2 separate regions of the Mus musculus genome follow, and region 1 is linked to region 2. Evidence: chromatin contacts called from public HiChIP or PLAC-seq data. All regions are on one chromosome and are shown on one strand. Each heading gives the region's core, a stretch centred on a gene start, on an enhancer-like site or on the middle of the called end of the contact. The rest is flanking DNA. Distances are from core to core; before and after follow the strand shown.

What was found. HiChIP or PLAC-seq counts read pairs in DNA pulled down with a chosen protein or histone mark.
Region 1: an H3K4me3 HiChIP or PLAC-seq map of bone marrow-derived macrophages shows a contact between it and region 2, with 4 times the contacts expected there. The contact joins two enhancer-like sites. A contact is called at or near these places in 2 of 484 Hi-C or Micro-C datasets (cerebral cortex and hematopoietic stem and progenitor cells), 3 of 115 datasets of contacts at active chromatin or transcription factors (bone marrow-derived macrophages and embryonic stem cells) and 1 of 9 other capture datasets (embryonic stem cells).

What each region holds. Positions count from the first base shown.
Region 1 is chr6:67,168,077-67,175,111 of GRCm38.p6, forward strand. No RefSeq gene overlaps it. Among named protein-coding and RNA genes, the nearest start is that of A430010J10Rik, 14 kb to the left of the region's middle. Within about 2 kb of position 2,290, at least 83 of the 459 cell types and tissues checked have an H3K27ac peak or open chromatin away from gene starts, as enhancers often do. A contact at or near this core is called in bone marrow-derived macrophages, where this site is marked.
Region 2 is chr6:66,906,115-66,912,848 of GRCm38.p6, forward strand. The region is part of intron 1 of Gng12 (guanine nucleotide binding protein (G protein), gamma 12); the gene reads left to right. All of the region lies in intron 1 of 4930597O21Rik (a long non-coding RNA gene), which reads right to left. Among named protein-coding and RNA genes, the nearest start is that of Gng12, 13 kb to the left of the region's middle. Within about 2 kb of position 4,752, at least 158 of the 459 cell types and tissues checked have an H3K27ac peak or open chromatin away from gene starts, as enhancers often do. A contact at or near this core is called in bone marrow-derived macrophages, where this site is marked.

The DNA.
Region 1 (7,035 bases), core at 1,040-3,539, 260 kb after region 2:
GTATAAAACCCTAGACTCCATTCTCAACAGGTTTAAAAAAAAAAAAAAAGGCTAGTCACTTCTGCTCCAGCAAACCAGGTTGTGACTTCCGGGGCTGCAGTGGCTAAGGACAGTGTTGCAGCAACATAACATAATCATAAAGACCTCTGCCTTTATTGTCTGTTTCAGTCTATGCCACATGAAACCCTAACCAAGTTCTTCCACCAGTAAGCCAGTTAAAACAGCCAAGTTCACAGTGAAAGAGCTGAAAACGGAAGAGGGACAAAGAGAACAGCTGATCAGGATTCCTCTTCCAGAGCCAAACGTGAGGTTAGGTTTAAATTGAAGCCAGAGTTGATAGTTTCCTGACTAAAAAAAAAAACTACAATTCCCAGATTCCCCTGCAGCCGGGCAAATCCACATGAAAGGGAGGAGGGACTATGGGAGGAAAGAGTGCTACAGTCATTTTCACTCCTAAAAAGGGTCACAGCCATCTTACCCCCACGCCCAGGCATTCTCAACCACCCCCGTGGATGTGAGTGAGTGTCAGCCAATGAACACGATCCCACCCGTCTAAAGTCAGATGCCTCTCTTTTTCTGCTTCCCATCTCTTTTAAGCCGCCTTAGAAACCTAACAAGTCATGCATATCTAAGCACTCCTGGTGCGTTCCTGCCCACCAGTAATCAATCTTGTTTCAACTCCATTTTCCTGAAAAGTGCAACTTGTCTGGACTCAGCTATGCTTGCTTTCACTTCCTAACAATCCTGGGACTAAAAGTTGCAGAATGCTGATTTGTGGGATGGTTAAGAGGGAACCTGGACTAAACAACTGAATTGATATGTAAATAGAAAACTGGGCTTTTGTTCTGCATGAGATGAGCTAGCAAAAAGTGATAGCACTTCCTTTTTTTTAAGGATTCTTCTCAATCGAGCAGTGGTGGTGCATGCCTTTAATCCCAGCACCTGGGAGGCAGAGGCAGGTGGATTTCTGAGTTCAAGGCCAGCCTGGTCTACAGAGTGAGTTACAGGACAGTCAGAGCTATCTGTCTCGAACCCCCCCCCCCCCAAAAAAAAAGAGCTGAGCTGTCTAGAGAGTGAACAAATCTTTTAGAATGTTTTTAACAGGATTTCTGATTTGGTCAGAAAATCTATAGAGAGAAACACAGCTCTTTTAGAATTTTTTTCCTAATAGGATTTCGGACCTCAGTCTCAGGAACCCAAACGTAGTCCAGGCTGGTCCTTGGAACACTGTGCATAAGTTGGAACCTGCTATGAAGATTTCAGAGTGCATGTGACTCCTGACACTGTGCAAAAGGAAGAGACGAAAAGAAGAGCAGCTTTTGATGCTTAGAAGAATGGACGGCCCTTGAAGATCAAAGGCACTCCCGGGCTAGCTCCATGGTCAAGGCAGCTTATAAAGGAAGGCATTTAGTTGAGGCTTGCTTACAGATTCAGAGGGAGAATCCATCACAAGCATTGCAAGGAATGGGGTGGCAGGCAGGTAGGCAGGCAGGCAGGCAGGCAGGCAGGCAGGTAAGACTCTGGGGCAGTAGCTGAGACCTTACATCCTAATTCCCAGGCAGCAGGCAGAAAATTTGAGACTAGACCTTGTGTATGGTTTTGAAACCTTAAATCCCACTCCCAATGACATATCTCCTTCAATAAGACCGCACTTCCCAATCCTTCCTAAACTACTCACAAACTGGGAACCAAACCTTCAAATAGGCGAGCCTATGGGGGGTGGGGGGGGGGACAATTCTTATTCAAAGCCCTGCTCCTACGTTATAGGTTTCTGATATGGATCAGGTGAGAAAATGCACGTACTTCCCTCTGTCCGATGCGTCATTAAGTGCCAACTTATGATTGCTTACTTTATAAATGTGTGTGAATTGTAACTAAACAATCTTTAAATATGTGATTGCTAAAAAATATTCTCCCCGAAGTCTGTAAAGGCCACATCGGACTGAAGTCAAACCTACGAATACAAGGTTTGACCCAAGTTCCTCCGTGCTGTGAGAGTTGAGGACAGTTTGCACCAAGGGTCATAGTGCACTGGAACTGGAGAGATCTGGCTGTTTTGTGACTGAAATGCAAACAAATCAAATGATGCCATGTGAGCTAAACCCAGGCTTGGATCAAGGTTGATTATATTCGTTCATTCATTCATTCATTCATTCACTCACTGCAATGCTTTCTGAATGGTTTCTGCTCTGAGGGGTCAGAGTATTTGTGAAGTTCAAACTCCTGGGCTAAAAGTTCAAGCTGAGCAATAAGATTAAGCAAGGATCATGTAGAACCTGTTACCAACCTGTAGAGGGAGCTCAGAGCCAGGCAGAATCTCCGCTAACCCACCTGGCTTGCAAATAGCTCGTACAGGACTGGCCAGGTCTCTTGCCAACAAGTGAGCCTTTGTTTAGGAATCATCATGAAAAACCCAGCACCTAGGAGAAATGAAAGCGAAACCTACAGTGGTGGGACCCGTGTCACCCAGCAGCTGCTACTGAGCTGCTTCGCTCTCTGCAGAATTAGAAACAGATCCTTCTACTAAAGTCTATGACTTAATTTTAAATAAATTATAGAGACTAGTTCAGTACAATGGCCTAATAGGTCAGTGCAGAGCATGAGGTTTGGCTTCTGTGTATCCAGGACTCCCTGAGAGTCTGGAGCTTTGCTTCCAAAGGTCTCTGAGGTCAGAGTGGGGTTGGGGTTATGATTCTGGGGTCCCACTGATCACTGCAGGACCTGGAGTTTGTACAGCTGTACGCCCATAGGTTGCTTTAGGCCGTTGACTCTAGCCACAACTCCTAATAGTAGACAAACATCGCTGCAGCGGTCTGAAATTTGTTATTTTAGCTCTAGTAGGTTCATAGAATCCAGAGGCGACCAAGGTCATAGACTTGGAAGAACATGGTTTCAAAACAAATCCACTTCAACAGAAGCATAAAGCATGATAAAGCAACAAAAAAAAATATACTACAACCCAGGATCTATCATCACTCACTGATGAACCCCCTTTAAAACACAAACGTGGGCTGGAGAGATGGCTCAGTGGTTAAGAGCACTGACTGCTCTTCTGAAGGTCCTGAGTTCAAATCCCAACAACCACATGGTGGCTCACAACCATCTGGATTGAGATCTGACGCCCTCTTCTGGTGAAGACAGCTACAGTGTACTTAAATTATAATAATAAAATCTTAAAAAAAAGAAAAGAAAAGAAAACACAAACTTATTACAGAGAAAGCTGAAATGTCTGAAAAAGAATTTAGAGTTTTACTGTTTAGAAAAACTAGCAATCACATAAAAGATTCAAAGATGCACAAGCTAAAATCTATTCAGAACCTTGACAAGACACCCTTCCGAAGTGAATGTAACAGTTAAATTGAAGGCAAAAGTTCAAAATACGAAATTTAGCAAGGAGATTAAAACATTGAAAGCAAATAGCTTGGGTGTGGTGAGGCACTTCTTCAATGCCAGCACCTAGGAGGGAAAGTTAGGCAGATCTCTGAGGATATGAGATCTCTGAGGATATGAGATCTCTGAGGATATGAGGTCAAGCTCTGAAAGGAAGCAACTGTGAACCAACACTGCTATCCCCTGCAAAGCCATCTTTCCAAACTTACAGAAAGATAACAAGACAAACACAAATTAAGGCAACTCATGAGAACCAAGCCATCCCTACAGAAAGTTCTTAGTGGAGTACTTTACAGAAAGGAAGACGAAACAGAGCCCAACTTCAGATAAATAAACTAGACTTGGAAAGGAAAGTATATACAAAACAGCAACTCAATTAAAATGAGAAGGAAAATGATGTGAACAATCAAATAAAACAAAACAAATGACTAACACATTTACAGAAAAAGCAAACCCTTTTCTTTTTTTCTTTTTCTAAAGATTTATTTATTTATTTTATGTATATGGGTACACTGTAGCTGAAGAGATGGTTGTGAGCCTTCATGTTGGGAATTGAATTTTTAGAACCTCTGCTCATTCTGGTCAACCCCACTTGCTCTGGTCGGCCCTGCTTGCTCCAACCCAAAGATTAATTTATTATTATACATAAGTACACTGTGGCTGCCTTCAGATGCTCCAGAAGAGGGCGTCCGATCTCCTGGTGGTTGTGAGCCACCATGTACTTGCTGGGATTTGAACTCAGGACCTTCAGAAGAGCAGTCAGTGCTCTTACCTTCTGGACCATCTTGCCAGCCCCCCAAACCCTTTTCTATAATAACTTTAAATGTAAGTGGTCTCAACTTATCACTGAAAAGATACAGACTAATGGATTAGATTAAAAAATAAGAAACAGGGGCTGAGAGATGGCTCAACGGTTAAGAGCACTGACTGCTCTTCCGAAGGTCCTGAGTTCAAATCCCAGCAACCACATGGTGGCTCATAACCATCCATAACGAGATCTGGTGCCCACTTCTGGTGTCTGAAGACAGCTACAGTGTACTTACATATAATAAATAAATAAAATTTAAAAAAAAAAGATTTATTTATTTAAAAAAAAAAAAAATAAGAAACAACGACTGTATAAGGTATCCAACAAACACACTTAACTGGTAAAGATACCCCAAACTTAACATCAAAGGATGAAAAACAAACTATAAGAAAATGGAAAACATAAACAACTTGCATAGCTATTTTTTTATCAGACAAAATAAATCTCAAACTAGAGCTAATTAGAAGAGAAAGGACATTACATATTAACAAATGGAACAATTCATTAAGAAGATATAACAATTATAAACCTTCATGCACCAAACATTGTAACTCCTAATTTAATAAAAACAAACACTAAAAGACATAAAAGACCACAAAGATCCTGATACAATATAGAGGGAAACTTCGATAGTCTATTCTCATACTTAGATAGGTTTTCCTAATTAAAAACAAGTAAAGAAACTTTAAGGCTAAAATATACTATTGGTGAACTGGAGCAAGTAAAAAAATGAGATAATTGTTTGTATCCTATCAGACCATGGTGCAATAAAAATAAGAGAAACCACAAAAATACTGAAGAGTGAACAACATATGAACAGGGAATCATCCAAAAAAATCAGAGAGAAATAAACAAACAAAAATTTCTAGAGACAAATAATAGTGGAAACCCATCCTATCAGGACCTCTGAGATGCAGCCAAGGCAGTCCTATGAGTAAAGCTTATAGAGATAAGGGCTCATATTAAAAAAATCATGGGGTTGGAGACATGGCTTGGAATTTAAACACACTGACTGCTCTTCCAGAGGTCCTGAGTTCAATTCCTAGCAACCACATTGTGGCTCACAACCATCTATAACAGGATCCAATGAGTTTTTCTGGTGTGTCTGAAGAGGGTGACAGTGTACACACATACATTAAATAAATAAATAAATAAATAAATAAATAATCATAAAGAAAAAAATCTGAGTAATATCAAATAAATATCATAACAACCTAATTACATACCTCAATTCTCTTGAAAAGACAGTTAAGTAGCCTATCTGGAACACAGTAGATAGCAAAAAGCAATAAAGATTAAGGAAGAAATTAAAAAGATGGATATTAAAAAGGACAATAGACAAAATCGCCTAAAGAGTTGGTTCTTTAAAAAAAGATTTACAAACCACATAGTCATTCAATTGATATGGAAAAGGCATTTGAGTAAGTCCAACATATCCTTATGATAAAAGTTCTGGAGACTTTGGGAATACATGGAGCATACCTCAAAATAATAAAGGCTACACAAAACAAACCTCTAGGCAACAGTATATAAGATGGACAGAGAGAGAGAGAGCATTTCTCTAAAATCACAAACTAGACAAGGATGCCCACTCTCTTTCATTTGATATAGCACTAAAAGTTTTCACTATAACAATTAAACAAGAGAAAGACATGAAAGGGGTATAAATAGGGGAAGATGTCAAACGATTTGTTTCTAAGCAACATGATTCTTTATGTAAAAAACCCTAATAAGATTACTAAGAATCTCTTTGACCTAATAAACACTGAAAAGTTGCAGTATTAAAAAAATTAAAGGGGGAAGGGTATGGGGAATTTTTGGGATAGCATTGGAAATGAAAATGAAGAAAATACCTAATTAAAAAAAAAGAAAAAAATTAAAGTTTTAAAAAGGTACTATTTTATTTGTACTAATAGTGTACTCTCAGAGAGAAAAATATATTAAAAATTTTTATTCAAAATAACTCCAAAAAATTGTTTAGAAATATATCTAATCAAAGAAGTAAAACAAAATGAAATCTATGTAACAAAAGAAGTGAAAATTTTACATAATGAAAGCATCAATATTGAGAAAGGAAATCACAAAAGCTCCTGGATTGGCAAAAATTAATGCCCATATTACTAAAATTTATTTCATCAAATACAGATTTGATGCAAAACTTAAAATTCTGATATTATATTTCATAAGTGCACTTCTGCCTTAGTTAGGGTTTTACTGTTGTGAACAGACACCATGACCAAAGCAACTCTTATAAGGACATTTAATTGGAGCTGGCTAACTGGTTCAGAGGTTCAGTCCGTTATCAAGGAGGAAACATGGCAGCAACCAGGCAGGCATGGTACAGGAGTTGCTGAGAGTTCTATATCTTCATCTGAAGGTTGCTAGCAGAATACTGGCGTCCAGGTAGCTAGGATGAAGGGTCTTAAACCCATACCAATAGTGACACACCTACTCCCATAAGGGCCACACCTTCTAATAGTGCCACTCCCTGGTGTCGAGCATAAACAAACCATCAATATAGGCTTAGAAAAATAATACAGGAATTCATATGGTATCACAAAAGACCATGAACAACCAAAATAATAATAAGAACACTGCAGGAGGTGTTTCAATACCCACCTGCTACATCCACTCCAGTAGTGATTTGCTTGACAGGTTTAGAAACCTAGAAGCAGTCCCGAGGCAAAGAGTTTCATGAAAACTTAATCTCCTGGAACTGTGGCATCCTACAGAACATATGCTCCAATTTTGTCCTTGAGAATGGATCTCTGTGCTTTCTTTAAGTATTGTTTTGTTATACGTGCCTCAAAGCAATGACTTGCCAAATACCTAAGCAA
Region 2 (6,734 bases), core at 3,502-6,001:
AGTGCCCTCTGGGTCTTCGTATTCGACGTGTCAAGGATCCTGTGTTAGATGCTGGCCTGGGCACCATCTTTGACCTTTATGGTATACTCAAACGCTTGGGAGCTGTGTGGCAGCATACTTAATGCTTCAGAATTTAAGCCTGCAATCTGAATTACCTGATGGCGTAATATAATGTCCACTTGCAAAACAGTTGACAGGTGTATTTCAGGTAATCTAAGATGCTGTCAGTTATGGAATAGGCCATTTCTCTCAGCTATCAGGGAAAAGAAATGCTGTCAGTTAAACTATATCAGGTATCAGCATAAGAGGGTTAGTTTTGATAACTGCTATAACAGATTATCAAAAACAGCTGAGACAACCAGATGTTTTATCTCATAGTTCTGTAGATCAGAAGTCAGGGTATGTGTGTGACTGGTATGTCTCCTTGAAGTGTTGGCCAGCTTGGCTTTTGTTAGAGGTTCTGGGAAGAATTTCCCATTTACCTCAGGCTCTTTCAGGTTATTGGTAGACTTCTGTTCTTTGAGGGTTGTTCCTTATTGTCTCTCAGTGGGGGCCACCTGCACTTCTTAGAGACTTTTTTGGTACTTGCCATGGGCTTTATACCTTAGCCTGGGCATTAGCACGGCAGACCCTTCTTGTATCTGGATTTTAATGGGCCCTTCTACTCTCTGTTCTCTAGCTAGGGAAATTACCTGCTTCTGAGGGCTGTTTGGGTAGATTTGGTCCAGCATTCATAGGTTCCTGGAGTTAGAGGACCTGAACAGCTTAGGAGGAGAGTTCCTGAGTCATCCTAATACCAGCAGTGGCAAAATGACTGTCTCTGTCTTAGCATAGAGGAGTGACTGATGCTTATACAGCATTGGGAATGTTGGAAAGCATGCTTGAGTGTTAGCTGTTTCCATACAAATGCCATGATCACAGTGGTGGCACAACGCCTGTCACCTTGAACCTTGGTGCATTTGTCAAACCCTAATTAAAAGAATGCATTTTGCTGACAGCAAACTTGATAACAAAGGTAGAGATTAGTACTTAAGTGCCAGAGGTAGGCATGTGCTAGGACACTTCCTTACTCCTTGTAGGAATGTGAGGTAGGGTACACCAGCTCCATTTACAGGGGAGAAAGTTGGTTTGGAAGGGGGCAAAAATCAGTGCTAGTGGCATTCCTCCTATGAATCCCAGGATTCTAAAGTTGGTATACTTTTTATGTATTCACTTGGCTCACTGTCCCGGAGAATAGCATATGAAAAGTGTCACAGGAGAGGCTTCCACTCACTGGAGCAGGTGGTCTGCTAGCTAGGAAGGAGATAAAGGGGAAGGCACATTTTCCTCTGATGGCTCCCTTGTTTGTTCTTGCTATTTAATCTTTAATTCATTGAGACAAGAGCCCCAAGCCTTCATCCTTTTAAATACCCTAATGATCTTCTTAAGTCAACAAAGCAGTTGCCTGATCCGTGAAGATATGGCTTTAAAAAAAGATATGAGCAGTTCTTTAGTAAAACCACACCAACAGTATCCATACAGGACAGGGTAAGTACTGTGGAGGTCATAGAACTAGGAGTCAGGAGACTAGGAGGACTTCCTTAATGGAGAACCTCAGGGAAGGCCTCTGTGTAAAATAATACTTCTGCCAAGACCAGGGTGTGCAAAAGGTAGCCTGAGCTTACCTGTAATCTTAATGTAGATGAACACAAAGAAAGAAGGCCTTTTTGGTAGGCATGAGTGAGAAGTTCAGAGAGCCAGATGATGGGGCTGGAATGCGACTCATTGAGAGTGCCTGCATAGTATGCATAAGGCCCTGAGTAAAGTTATAAGCAACACACACACACCATGTGTGCACCATGTGGTATCATGAATGAAAATGTCTCCCATAGGCTTACATGTTTGAATGCTTGGTATTCCCAGTTAGTGGAACTATTTGGAATGGATTAGGACGGTGTGCCCTTATTGGAGACAGGGTGTCACTGGGGGTGGGCTCTGACATTTCAAAAGCCTGTGCCAGGCCAAGTGTCTTTCTCTCTGCCTGCTGCCTGTGGATCAGGATGTAACTCTCTTAGCTGCTGCTCTAGTACAGTGTGGTCTGCTTCCTACCATGCTGATCATGGACTAACCCTGACACTGTAAGCAAGCCCCCAACTAAATGTCTTCTTCTATAATTGCCTTGGTCATGGGGTCTCTTCACAGCAATAGAACCATAACTAAGACACTGGGTTTAATGAAAGTGCCAACGAGATTTCATAGAGAAATCTCTGTTCACAGATCCGCTATAGTGAGCTGGGAGCCTGTGCCCCAGACATGAGCTTTGTATGACTTCAAAGGGGTGGAAGTTTTGGAACTATTTTTAATTCTTGCCTTTAGCCCCATTTTAAGTGTACCAAAGCATAGGGGATGAGTAGGAGGGTGGGTTGGCAGAAGCAGATAAAAAGAGAGGATGCTTGAGCTCAGAGTGCTCAGGGATCCGCCACACGTTGTGCCAAGAGAATTACTTCAGGTAAACGTTTTTGAAAGCTGAGCTCATCATCCCTTTGAGTCTAGTTTTCTTTTTGCCCTTTTCAGGTCTTTTCAGGACCTCCCCCTCCCTGCAAGTTGTTAGACTCTGAACCCCTGAGTTATCTGATCTCCTTTCTCCCTGACACTTCCTTCTATCCCAGGCAGCCTTGTCCCTGGCCACTTCCTAGCCAGCCTCTCTCTGCCCCTGACTTTTGCACTCTGCTGTCACCAGGTGATTTCTCTGAAATGAAGTTCTGAGTGGTTACTTCCTGCATGACAATGGGCTCCCCAAAATTACCATCCTGTCTGGAAGGAGTTTCCTGTCCAGGTTCAGTCCAGCTATGATTCTTACCAGCCCTGAAGACTTAAAATCACTACCCCTAAAGTGGAGGTGCCAGTGCACCTACCCAAAGGCAACCTGTAGATTTAAAAGGAGTTAATAGTGAGATTCAGTCAGCAGTGTTTGGTACGCGCACCCTCTATGAACAGTATTCGATAGCTACTCTCTGTGTGGCAAGCCCAGCTGGTCTAGCCTGCTGCTTTCAGGTCAGCCTCGCCCCACTCTTCCAGCAGGCAGCAAGATAAGTACAGAATTACTTATTGGGAAGATACAATCAGTAATCTCTGTAGCAGCTTCACTGTCAATGAATTCGCATATTGCCCAGTTTCTAGGAAATCTTTTTTATTGCATTTTACAAAAGTGTTCTTCCGAAGTGAGTTGGTAATAGCCAGTCAGTTTTTTACCCTCTGTCTGCTGAGGTCTAGTGCACACTCACTAAGCACCTATCATAAGGTTTGAGAACACAAGGAGGGTAGTCAACTATGAGAAGGTTTTTCTTTAACCATTGAGCTTCTGCCTATCTCGTTGACCCAGCCTAATCTCGTGTATTGTTGACCCATTAAGAAGATGTGTCTGAGGCACAAGTGATGTATGTAGTCCTCACTGTTCTAAGGTCTATGAGGCAAGGAGTATAAGGACAGTGTCGGGGAGACTGAGTCTGTCTGAGAAGGGCTAGGAGGAGTCAGGAATGGTTTCACAGGTTGTTAAGACAGAGGCAGTGTGACAGAAGATGGAGATGCATGTCTAATGTCAAGACAGTGGCTGAAGCCTCGCTGTAATACTCCAGCCATGTGGTTGAACAACTTCCTCCCAAAGTCTGAGACCTTTCCTTTGTGACCCAAGGCTAATAGCATCTGCCTCTCTCAAGATTGCCCAGAAGCGCTCGAGTATGTGCATGTAGAAAAGTGCCTGACTTCAGAGTTTATAAATTGCTACAGAGTGAGTTCCAGGACAGCCAGAGCTATACAGAGAAACCCTGTCTCGAAAAACCAAAGTAATAATAATAATAAAAATAAATAAATAAATTGCTTGGTGTGACTTTGCTCTCTATACTTTAATCTGGGCACATTAATATATTTTCTTGTCTATGTTTACTGTAACAAGCTAGTCAACCAGTATACTAATGATTACATTGGACTGGATAGTTTTGCCTGTACGTTTTGTCTTCTCAATATGTTGGATCTCAGTGGCATATTTTCATTCATAGTATGACAGGCATGTTAATATATATAAGTCTATGTTTTGAGATGTATTGAATTAAGGAACAGATAATTTGATAGTTTTCAGAAGCTTCAAGAAGAATCAGGTCAAAACATTAATTTCTACCTTACAGGTAGGGAAACTTAGGCACTTCTAGATAGCTTCTGATATTTGCCCAGAGTCATTTAAGATGGCAGATGAATGGCAAAGATAGGATTAGAAGCCTGTGCCCCTTGTTTTCCTGGCTTTATATTTTCTTGTGAACTCAATCCCAAGGCTTGAGAGCTTGGCCATGTTCAGCCCCTTGTTGTCTGTCACCTGGCTTCAACCAGGCATGGGAAGGTTGAGTGAGCCAGAGCCTAGCCTAAGGGAGAGCCCTAGGGAACACCCCACCCAGCAGCCTCTCGGCTGCCCTGAAGGTATTTATGAGTGTGAAGGTCCACCTGGAAACCGAGGGAGAGGCTGGGAAGAGCAACCAGCTGTAGCTGCCAGAGAGTGGAGGAAGGGAGAAGAGGCCTGGTCCCTGAGAGTAAATGACTTGTAACTAACTAGGGTCCAGCAGGAGGAGCCAGGTGGAGCTCAGGGGATGGAAAGCCATGTGGAGAAGTCCAAAGGGCAGGGGAGGCTGCCACAGACTGCTTCTTGGTACACAAGCCTTCTGTCCTCTCAGAGCATTCCCTTTTACCTTCTGCTGGGAAGCATGCGCTCTGCTTACTCACTCACTTGGTGTTGTAATCTTTATTGTGTAGGCAGGCAGAGGGGAGGGCTGCGCACACAGGAAGGCTCTGACCTTAACCCTCCTGACTTGAAACAGTTGAAGAGTGTTTGACATTGTGTTCCTTTAAGTGTGTCGTTTAGTTAGAGAGAAAGCGGTGCTCAGGGAGTAGGATCCAACAGCTTTCCTGAAGCCAAAGTTCCCAGGGTGTGGGTCACACGCTTGTCAACTGGGAGTGACTGAAAAATCACGACACCCAACCGCACCCAGACCTGTGGAGTCAGCCCTTCTGGGTGTGATCCAAAGGCAGTGCCCCTGTGGAGCTCAAGCGAGGTTCAGTGTAAGAACCTTGTAGGGTGCCAGATGAATTCTGCTCTGTGTCAGGACAGAATCAGTCCCTGGCTGCTCAAGAGTCAGGAATTCCATTTGGTTTTCTCATCTACATATGAGGTCTCCGAGGAGCCTTTGAGCACAGATCCATGCAAGCCCCTTCCTTGAAATTTGTCAGGCCTTGTGTAATCCACCCATTAAAGGGGGTGGGGTCAAACCAGAAACTTCTACATTTAAATTGTTACTGCATCCTCTTGTGGAGGAACAAAACAGAATGCCCTCAGAGGAATACTGTCTGTTTCCATTTCCACACACCACAGCTCAGCACAGGTGAGGCCCACAGTTCCGAGTGCCATCAGCTGAGGCTCTGAGGCAGGTCAGCAAGTATTTTTCCAGAGAAGACAGGGTTTTAATATTCTGAGACATTGAGGGTTAACTCTTGACCACCTTGCTATAACATGGAGTATAGGAGCAAATTGTTCTTTGAAGGCCACGTGGACTTCCAGTTTTTATGAGAAATTGTTTTCATGCTTAACATGAAATTCATGTCCAGCACATTTAATTTATCTGTGACTTTCAGGAAAGGCATGTGGACTATTTGAATTCACATGAAATCTGCAGTTTTAGGTTCAAGGCCAAACAGGGTCACTTTTCTTTTTTCTTTTCTTTTTTCTTTTCTTTTCTTTTCAATTCTCTTCTCTTCTTGTTTTTCTTGTTTTTTTTTTGTTTGTTTTTAACAAATGTTTTGCTTGTCTTGAATTTCTAAACCATATGTGTTTCTCTCTCTCTCTCAAGAATGTTCCCAAAAAACCTGAAAGTAGGCATCCCTTGAGAAATTTATGCTCACAAACCTGTTAATTATTAAAAATGAAATCTAAAGGATACAACTTGGTCTTGAAATGTTTATGACATTTGATTAAGAGAAACTGTTGTTTATTGTATCTGCTTTCCCAATCTCCCTCTCTTCCTTGTTTTTATTCCTTTGTTTGTCTGTCTATTTTTGTTTGGGGGTTGTTTTGTTTTTGTTTTTGTTGTTTTGGTTTGGTTTGGTTTTGGCAACTCTGCCTCTGTAGCTCAGGCTGATCTGGAACTGACTTTGTAGTCCAGGCTGGTAGTAAGCTATTGATTTTCTTGCCTTGGCCTTTCCAATCCAAGGACTCCAAGAATGAGCCCCTATACCCATCCATGCGCTTACACTCGACCAGGTATTGAAACCTTCTAAAGAAAGTGTAATTAATTTTACAAGGAGAAAACTACAGTTATGACAGGCACACTGGCTTGTCCAAGGATGCACATATGGACAGCAGACTAGCTCAGGCTTTTTGTGTTGGTATTTTATTGTTGTTAATGATTATCAGTTATTTTTCTTTCTTTGTACCTTTGAAAGACTCTGTCTTTTATTGGTCACAAGATTGTTCTCTGAAGTATATAAAACACAAAAAGTATTTCCAGCTTTCTAAAGCTTGAGGCTCAGCAGAGTCAGCATCCTCAGTATAAAGTCCGGGGAAGAGATGGCAGGTTGAGCATCCGAAGAGCCTACCATCATAACAACTTCGTGGGGTGGAGTTGCCAGGACCCACTCAGTCTCTGTTTCCTGTAAGGTATCGTTGCTAAGAATCCACCTGTAGTTGAAGTTTCATTGGTGGATGTCTTTAATTGACT